2 separate regions of the Drosophila melanogaster genome follow, and region 1 is linked to region 2. Evidence: chromatin contacts called from public targeted proximity ligation data. All regions are on one chromosome and are shown on one strand. The core of a region is the stretch at or near the end of the contact, and the rest is flanking DNA. Distances in the headings are between cores, read along the strand shown. Region 1 holds the start of plum (plum,). Region 2 holds the start of tx (taxi).

Region 1 (4,922 bases), core at 530-3,029, 94 kb before region 2:
TGTTGCTTCCTCTCCACAGCGAAGCTGCGTGGAATGGTGGAATAGTGAAAAACTTCAGCGGAAAATTAACATTAATGCGACACACCCAAACGGACACACGCACACAGGGAAAGCCCGAAAGCCGGGAATCCAAATAGCTATTTCGTTACGTTACGTTTCTCTCGTTTTTGTGCCACTGTGCAGCGGCGTATGTTTTGGAATTTACACACACACGCACACGCAGGACAAGCGCACACACACGGACGAACGCACACATATACGCGCAGGCTGCGCAACAACAAAATGCTAGTCTAAGGCGGCGAGGAATCAGCGAAAAAGTGAAAGAGAAGGCGCTAGCTGGCGTTCTCCCTGCGTTTTTCGCACGCTTTGACGCGTTATTTGCACGAGTATTTACTGTAGTTACAGGGGCCACACAGAACAACGAAAATCGCAGCGAGCAGCACGTCTAAATTACGAACACGTACACGCACGCACACACACACACTCGCACGCACTCATGCAGTTAAAAAACAGGCGGTTTTTTCGCTTCCACACTCAAAAGCGGTCGAAAATCACGAGCGTTGGGTGAAAATCAACCGTTGTTTTCATCCGCGTTTACAATTTTTTCTCGTCGTCCGCCCGCGCGCAACAACAACTCTTTGCAGTATGACGCTCTGGAAAAACCAAGAAAAAGGTGACACTCCTCTTCCATCAACGAAGTATCTTCGCATACGTTCACACTTTGGAGAAATTTTGTGAATCGCCGTCTGGTCACACTACTAGCAACTGCGCAACTCACCTTTAGTAAAGACAACAACCATTCGTTTTATTTGCCATCTCTATTTCCGATTTTTAATCGGCGCCTTCCTATTTGAGATGAAGTTTAAGTTAATATTTTAAATTAAGATTAAAAGATAATGAATATTTTCATTAATTACGTTAAAAAAGGAAAATAACTTGAATACTGTAAAGTACTTGGTGTTCGGTAAGTAATTATAATATAATATAACACAAGATAATAATATAATATGTAATATTTTTCTAGTGCAAAATAAAAGTTACGTTTGTCTGTAATAAATTTAAATCTTAGTACTAGATTCAACAAACTGCATTTTTTTTGTGTCTCTTTTTTGCTTTACTCGCATTCCGTTTTGTTTGTTTTTCGCTGCTCGAAAAGCTTACGCTGCCGACTGCGACGTCGACATTGAAATTTTGGCGTCGCAAACAAAAACAAAAGTTGCCGGCTCTCTTCAAAGCTCAAATTGAGCAAGATAAAAGAGTGTACAAATTCTCTTAAGTTGCTGCTCTCTTACAACCGCTTAATGTTAAGCAATGTTAACCGATTTAAACCCAAAGGTTTTGTTCTTTGTATCTTGATGTTAAAAAGAGCTGAAATTGTTTAACATTTTTTTTTGTCATAGGAATGTGTATTTGATATTCCTTCATGTCTATTTGGTGTTTAAGAAGATATTGAGCATTATTTTTAGTGCTAAGTTTAAGTGAAGCCTAAATGATTAAAGCTGTGGAGTTCGATTTTTGCAATGCAAGACAACATCGTAAAGAAGAAGTAGAAGCTGGTAGTTTTTATCTTTTACGTTTTAAAACAGATGCGAATTTTCCATCTGATCGCAATCGTATTACATTCAAATCGGCGCCTTTCCCGAATCGGTTAACATAGCGCCGAGGAGAAAGAGAAATTGGGGGAGTATCACTATCGCTTTCTCGTTCTTTCGCCGAACGGGCTGCTTGTCGCCGCCGTTCCATTCATAAGCATAAGTTAAGCAGTGCGCCAAAGCTCGGCGAACAGTTTGGACGTGTTTGCTGCGTCGCTCTGTGTAATTGCGGGCGGATTTCTCTAGTAAATTTTTGCCGGCGCTTGTAAATTCGCGATATTTTCGACGACGCTGCGTGCTTGTGTGTGTTTCAAACAACAAACAAAAGTTAAACAAGCTGGGCAACAACAGTAATTGCAGCTATGTGTGCGTCTGTGTTTGCGTGTGTTTGAGTGCGTGAGTGCGAGCGAAACACAAACGTAAAGCGGAAATGCAAAAAAGACAACAAAGGTAGCAGAAAAGTAAAAAGTAAAAAGTAAAAGAGAGGAGCCGGTGCAGCCAGAAAGAGCAAGACAGCACGAGTGGGGGCTAATGAAAACGAAATGTGATTCATTGGCTTTATCAATTGTGCAAAATTCCGGCATTGTTTAGTCCTGGGCGACAAATAAATTATGACATAATACAACAAAGGGCGAAATAACAAGAAACTGGAGACGCAGCAAAGCACAAAAAAGCGTAAAGTGCGTGTATGTGTGCGAGTGGGAGTGCGTGTACGTTTGTGTGTGTGCGTGTGGGTGGCATCAGTATTTGAAAATTGAGAAATTCCAAACAAACAAAGCGGCAAAAAGGATATACGAATGTATGTAGCAAAGGAAAAACTCCAAGTACAGTAGTTGCTGCTGCTTCTTGTTCACGCAAAAGGCAAAAACGCAAAAAAGCAAAAAAACCCAAAGGCAAAATACCCGAAAAAGCAAAGGCAAAGCAGCAAGAGCGTAGCAAAAACAAAAAACAAGGAGCAAAACGGCGGCATCTCAAAAGCTTAGTAAGCTGCGCTGCTGCTGCCGCCGCTGCTGTTGCTTCTTCTTCACTGTTTTCTTCTCCTTATTTTTTATTTTTGCAAACAAAAAAGTATATGATGCCCAAACAAGAAGCGCAAGAAGAAGCAGCAGTCGGGAGAGGAACGAGCATAATAGAAGGTAGAAATTTCGAGGAAATCGAAATTTGCGTCGTTGCTGAAATTCGTTTGTTTCCTCATCTTCCTCCCCTTCGTCCTCTTCATCCGCTCTTTCGCTCTCTGTTTTCCTGAGCGCCGGATTTTGCGGCTCTTTGTGTGTGTGTGTCGTGTATCTGTGTGTTTTTGTGCAAAAATTCGCGTACAATTTGTTTTATATAACAACAACTACCCCAATGTGATTTCCTTTGCTCAGCCGGCTTTTTGCTCATCTTCCAGTTTTGGGTTTTATCTTAAACCAAAACCGAATATTATACAATATATTTCGAAAAAGATGTAAACGAGACAAAGTTTTATATCGCAGGGCTGTAAACAAATGAACGCCACAATGCACAGAAGAAATAAGCTAGTATTTCCAATATTTTTTCAACCAGAAGCATTTTTTATTTTATTCGTTTAATTTGCTTGCTTGGTTAATAAAACAAACGAATTTTTAATAAAATTCAATTAGAAATCTAAATGCTATTACAAATTTAAACGCAATCCAATTACTTTCTGTGTATTCAAAACAAAAAACCGTAGCTCAAATTCGCACAAGCGTTTTTTTTCATTTTTCTTTTGATTTATCGAATTGTTTTTTTTCAATTGTCGTACGGATAAAAGTTTGTCTGCGATGTGCGTTACTTTTTGCAAAGCCTTTCATAGTTCGAACAGCAAAGGCATCAACAATATAATAGTAAGCCAGAAATATATTTTAGCATTCATATATGCGATTTTTTGCTTTTTGCGAGCTTTGGTTTGCCGCGCAATTTTGCGCTCTTGAGATAGAAATGTATCTTGCAGATACACGCGCCTTTTGTCGAATTGAAATTGAAATGGGCTCCGCCGCCTTTTATGTGGCATCATCACCGCCATCATCATCATTATTATTATTATTATGACTACTATCATTATTATGGAGATGCGTGCGTAATGGCAGATGAAGAATCTGAGCCGTAGAATCTGCGAATTTATCGCAGCTTAAATCCGAGCACACACAAAAAGCCAGTACAAATTTAGGGCCGATAAAAGGATGTCAGAGGAAGTAAAAAGAAAGGATAGAGGGGAAAAACGCAGGATGAAGGATACCTTTGTTAATGCTGATATTATTATGCTAACTGATAGCAGCAGAAATATCTATGTTAAAAAAGGTAATTTTCAATGCAATTCTATACTCATTGCTAAGAACTTATAGTTCTTGGTGTAATAACAGAATATAATATCTAACTGGCGAACAAAAAAAGTTTAGAACGGAAATAATTGCAGTTCGTAAAACAATAGAAACCAAGGGGAAAAAACTTCGGTTGGCTTTTGGAAAAACTTTCTCAAAACTTTATGCTTTAAAAGTGTAATCAAGTAAATCAGTAATATTAATAATAACTTGAAACTTTTAGTTTCTCATACAGAGCTTCTTTTAATTTGATAAAAAAGCGACGCGAACAAAAGATGAACAAGAAATGAAAATTTGTTAATTTTGAATATGGCTTTTTCCAATCTTGGTATGTATTTTCACTGTCCCTTGGGATTGTTTTCCACCCCAAGCCACGGGTTAATGCCCCACCACCTCATCAATTTTCCGATTTGAGCGGTGACAAACTGATGACATTGGCGCCGGGCCATCGTGTTGGCGGCATGTTTGTGCGGACTATTTAACAAATTGAGTATACGCACTGTTGCACGCGTAAAATATTTATGCCTGTGCCCAAATGTATTAGCATACTTTTGTGTGCGTGGGCGTGTGTGTGTGTTTGTGTGCATGGGTGTGTGCATTAGATTAGTGAATAAAATTCGGTGATTTGATTTCTCCCCCGATTTTCATTTATTTCCGAAGCCAAACATCGCGGTGAACAGAGAAATGAGAAAATGCTCTTGCTAATCGTATTGACTGGAAGAGCGTGAAGAGCTCGCTAACGTTCCAATAATCGCAAAAAGATAAAAAAAAATCTATATAGTTATAATTACAATCGCGGTTGGGCCTAAAAAAGGAGCCCCAGCCGGAAAGCGGTGACAACAAAAAAGTCGGATTGCAATGTGTTTGTTTTACAATCGTCGCCTCTTTGTGATTCAATTGATTGAGATCCTACTGCTGCTGCTAACCGACCACAATGGACGACTGACACTAACCAAGGAGTCGACAACAGGTGAGTGCGGTTACCTTTGCCATATTTCACACTCTAAAT
Region 2 (5,049 bases), core at 1,569-4,068:
AAAGTAGTAAAATCATCATCAAGAACTAAACTTTCAACTTTAATTATTGCTTTTGAATGAAATCCAAAGTTGCTTTGTCTTTCGTAACTTCAAGAGCTGCCCTCTGGACCGATTCGCTATGGAATCTCCGACTGATTCAGATTGTCTCTGTGCCTGCCGTGTTTTTGATTCGTTTTGTTGTTGTTGTCTTTTCCACAGCTCTAAAATTAGTTTTCATTGTATGCAACTTGAATTTTCTTCCTTCACTATTTTCGTTTTCTTATTTTCGTAGCGCTCTATCTATTTTTTATCTGCCTCGATTTGTGATTCTTAATTTGCTTTTTGTGGAAAGCGTCAAAATCTTTCATTCGGCTTCGACTTTGTTGCCGATACTATATACATAGTCACCTATAGTCTATAACCTTTGTTGTTGCTCGCCTAGCTAGTTGCGCGTGTGTGTGTGTGTGTGGTTGCTGTTGTCTCGTGCTGTTGGCTGTTGCCAGTTGCACGTTGCACGTCCCCCTGATGCTAGTCTCGTGTGTGCTACCGTTGGCAGCTATTATTTTTAGCCGGCCTGCGGCAAGTTCTTATTTGTTATTTTACCCATCTCTTTTTTTGCCGTCTTTTGATTTTTTTACGCTTCTTTCCTTTTATTTCGTTTTGTTTTTTCTTCTGTTGATTTGTTGCCATTGCTTTGGCCAAATGATTTTGTTTGATTTTCCATTTACGTTGAGTTTGTTTATTAAAATTGGCACACACTGCGTATGTGTGATGTGGCCGTGTTTACATTCACCGTCTCCCTTCCACCACCGTGTGGATAAATACGAATACGTATGAGTTATATTTTGATAGCTTTCTGTGTGGTTTTGTATTACCCATCGGCTTTTGATTTGCTTGATTTTTTGACAGGTCTCTGGCATTTGCCTACGACTAACTTTTATTTTTCTTGATTTATTCCTGCTATTGTTATTGTTTAAGTCTCTTTGCAAGGAGGGGCGCTGGCTTTTCCCACATACGATCGAGATTTGGGTCAGGGGGACAGCAAACAATGAGGTAGGCAAGTATATATAGGGTAGCAATAGACTCATGTGTCCATAAACTAATTTAATTTTAGATGCACCTTTCCATGGCAGAAAAATCATTAAAATTTGACTCGATTAATGCGTGTATTTTTGGCGAATTTTTTTTTTGTAAATCATAAAATATTTATGACGAATAACATTTTTTAATCATGTATTGAGTCAGCCCATGAGATGCTAGTTTATTTTAGCTTTCGACAAAATGAATAATATATTAATATATTAAATAAATAAATGCCAAATTAAAATCGGCGATTGACTGGCTGCCAGAAACCAATTTTACTCGATTATTTGGGCAAACATAGTGCTTGTTGCCGAATGGTATGGCGAAAATGAAAGTAAATAAATAAATGCCGGCGTTGATTAGCACATCACAGATTTAAAGTGAGTGGCAGGTTAAGCGGGACTCTCATTGATGATGAGAATTCACAGCTTTTGTTTGCACATTAATTAAACTGTTCCCCCTACTTTGGTCGCAAACAAACGCAGCCAAGTTGCTGCTTCCCTTCGGTAACCTTTGAAAATCAGTTGACAACTGGCTGTCGTCGCCGTTTTCCCTGCTGAGCAGCTCGAAAACATTTTCCCCTGCACACATCTGGCTTTTCAACACCTTGGACAAATAAATGTTTCAGAAGTTTCTTAAAAGCCCGCCCTGCCCCATCTGCCAGCCACTAACGTGATTGGACAGAGGAATGCCTTTTGTCTATTTTTATTGGGGCGGCAACAAGAGATCGGGCAGATCTTCTATATCTTTTCTATATCTGAACGCTTATGTCTGATAAATGGCGGCGGTATATTTACCTTTTTGATTTCATAAATCCAACAATGTATGGCTGCGGGATTGGTCTTTCAGGATGATTTGAATTCAGTTGTGCACTCTGATTAAGATTTGTTGATGTTTTTATTTTAATTTTTGGTTCATTAAAGTTGCGCCAAAGTATGCAAATTGAAATTCCGACAACGCGCTGTCTAATTAGTCACCCAACTAATTTTGATATGCGATCTTTGTTTGAATTTTGTTTTGTTTGGACTTTTTTTTATTCTTTTCGGATTTAAAGTTATTAGCTCATGCATAAATTTGGCATGTTAACACAACAAAAAAGGTTTGTTTTCAGTTTTTATTTCCTCAAAAACTTCTGGAACTTGTTTTGGTTTGAATTAATATTGCGGTGGTTGTGGTTGTTGCGGTTGTGATTGCGCCGCTGGTTTAACTATTGATAATAACTTCGGTACGGTTTTCGCGCATTCTTGAGTTGTGTTTATCTTGGGCCTGCTGGAAAAGCCTCGAAGAATGGATTTTCCGTGAAAACGTGCAAGCCGCGTGTGTCAGTGCGGCGGTACTAATGTGTGCGGCGGTGTGCGTGAGGCCGGTTGCTAAAAATATCTATGAGTGCGCGTCGCTCGCGTTCTGTGTATCTGTATCTCGGAATCTGTATCTGTATCCAATATCCCGAGATGGCATACGAAAATACACGGAGAAAATGCTGCGCTGCGTCCGCCTGCTGCGCTTGTCGGCTGTGCACTGAATAGATATATCTCGCGGATCGCTGGGATGGTCTGACTTGGTTTGGCTTGGGATGCGGTGGCAGCTAAATCAGCTGACTACTGCCCCCAGTTGGCTTTGACTCCGTTAGCCAGGTTAGCGGCTCAGGTGGGCGGCGATGGCAGTGGAAGTCGGACTTTTGGCTCACTTGTCCGCTGCGCTGAGCGTGCGGCGCGCTATTGGAACGATCAATGAATGAAATGCCGCATTAAAAGGCAGCACAGTCTCGTTTTCTCAGCGACGACCAATAAACCGAGAAACCCACTGGCGCTCGCCAACGCCAACACAAAACAGCCCAGCGCACAACACAACACAACACAGCACAGCTCAGCACAAAGTCATTGAAGAGAAACCAGTTCTCTCTTTCCCCAAATATCCACATCCACCCGATGTGTGGGTGCTTTTTGCGTTGGCCGGATCGGATGGGATCGTATCGTATCGGATCGTATCGTATCGTACTGTATCGCATAGTACGGTCCCAGTTGGTCTTTGGCGCACTCTCTTGAGTGATTTCCGATTCGGATGGATTTTCGGTTTCGTTTCGAGTGTTTTGAGTGCTACCACGAGTACGCGTAGACGGCCCCCTGAGATTTCGTATGATCTAATATCGCCAGGCAGTTATTTATTTAAATTTATTGCTAATTTTATTTGCTGCTGCAGCAGCGCTTGACATTCATTTGTACAAGTCAGACATTGCTTGAGCTCACTTGAAAATAGTTAAAAATGTTTATTCGCCTTTGATTGAGATGGTATCAGCTACCAAAGCTTGACTTGTGTCGGATCTCCATTTTTAAGGTTGAACTTTGGTTGCCAGACCATAAATGATACTCATTCTTGGTATTTATTTGGATCAACTTGGATTTCGTGGCGAATTATGAGGCACGTCGAAGTAAAGTTCAAGGAAATCTCCTCATTTGTTTGTCATTTAAGTGTTTTAAGAATGGATGGTGGAATTTTGTTGTTTTAACTTTAATTCATGACAAGTATTTAAAGTATTTCCTGTAAGATAATATAAATATATATAATAACAATTCTTCGAAACGTGGTGTTCAGTAATTTTCAGCAATTTAAATTGTAATTAAAATATTTTTGATGGGTATCTGATAGCCGACGCTTTTGACTCCTGTCCATATATTTGGATTTTATAATTTATTCTAATTCGTTTCGATCAGTTTCAGTTCAGATGTATTGGGTGTGTGCACTTCTCAAGTTGTTTTCACATAGCGTCTAATTTCAAAGTGCTAAGCTGATTTCAAAGTCACAATTCAGTTGTTGGAACCCGATTTTTTTTTATTTTTCAACAAAGAATATTGTTTAGAGTCATGTTTGTATAGTTTGTTTTTGCTTGCATTTTGTTGCTTCGCAAATAATTATAATTAACTGAAACAGGCAAATAATTGCAAAATGGATTTGCTCCTGCAGGCAAAACAAGTTGTTTTCTCATTATTGTAGCTATGACGACATACCCGGCTTAAATCTCGAGTTTGCCCCGATATACTCATATACGAGCATTTGTGAATAAATGACTTCGGGCAATAGACCGATCGACTCTGTGACTGACTGGCGATTAATTTATCTTTGTGCTTCTGTCTTCTGTCTGAAGGCGAGTTCGTCATCGTTTGTCGTGTTTTGTTCTTGAGTAAATAAATCATGATGACAACAGTTAAATTTGATTATGATTCTTTTTTTTTTCATGCCCAGAAAGCATACATTTTTCATGGCACAAGGTCGTCACACATTTTAGGAGAGTGGAAAAGTAACGCATGCAACATTAATTTGATTTGCGTGCGAAGGGAGCTGAAAATCAAATTATATATGTACGAATATTTTTGATTAACTGAGCGTATTTAAAAATACATACAAAGTGGCCAAAATGTTGTGTTTCTTTGCTGACAGCTTAATCTGCCGAACGACGACGACTCCCAAAGACAAGAACATGAATAAGCGAGCCATAATTAAAAAAACAAACGTCACTTTTGAATGTTTGTTTTGTGACCAAGTCCAAAAATATATGGGCATGGCCAAAAGGGGCTGAAAACGTGGTAATAAAATATATACATTTTAAAAAATAATCAGTTTTAAATAATTTCTCGCACTTTTACACTAATAATTGCCATAATGCATGCTTGTAAAGACTGAATTTATATAAGTTTAACTAATTGCTACTTAAGTACTAGAATTTTATGGCGTTAATTGTCATTACTTTTAATCTAATTTGAGCGTGAATAATGCCCCTGCTCCACCTGCCATGTCGCTCAATTGCTTATGCAAATGTTCTGAGTTTCAGCTTTGGCTTTGGCTTTTAATTGCCAGCTTCGGAAATCGCATTTGCCTTAATATGGTCAGAAAGCCAGGCGCGATGCCCAGTATAAGTTCGATCAAAGGGGGGCCCCAAACGCTATAAGCCATCAGCTATTAGCCCCTTCCCTCTTGGCCCACTTGGATGGC

What was found.
Region 1: a contact with region 2 is called in a targeted proximity ligation map of the Kc167 cell line, with 5 times the contacts expected there. A contact is called at or near these places in 8 of 107 Hi-C or Micro-C datasets (the Clone 8 cell line, the Kc167 cell line, the S2 cell line and 3 more) and 3 of 7 datasets of targeted methods (all in the Kc167 cell line).

The regions. Positions count from the first base shown.
Region 1 is chr3R:26,532,074-26,536,995 of dm6, reverse strand. It overlaps plum (plum,), which reads left to right and starts at 1,779. Exons shown (of 11, transcript NM_001260388.1): 1 at 1,779-2,272; 2 at 4,574-4,883. The coding sequence starts at 4,772. It overlaps scrib (scribble), which reads right to left and starts at 646. Exons shown (of 25, transcript NM_001260393.1): 1 at 599-646.
Region 2 is chr3R:26,438,547-26,443,595 of dm6, reverse strand. It overlaps tx (taxi), which reads right to left and starts at 2,818. Exons shown (of 2, transcript NM_001300614.1): 1 at 1,860-2,818.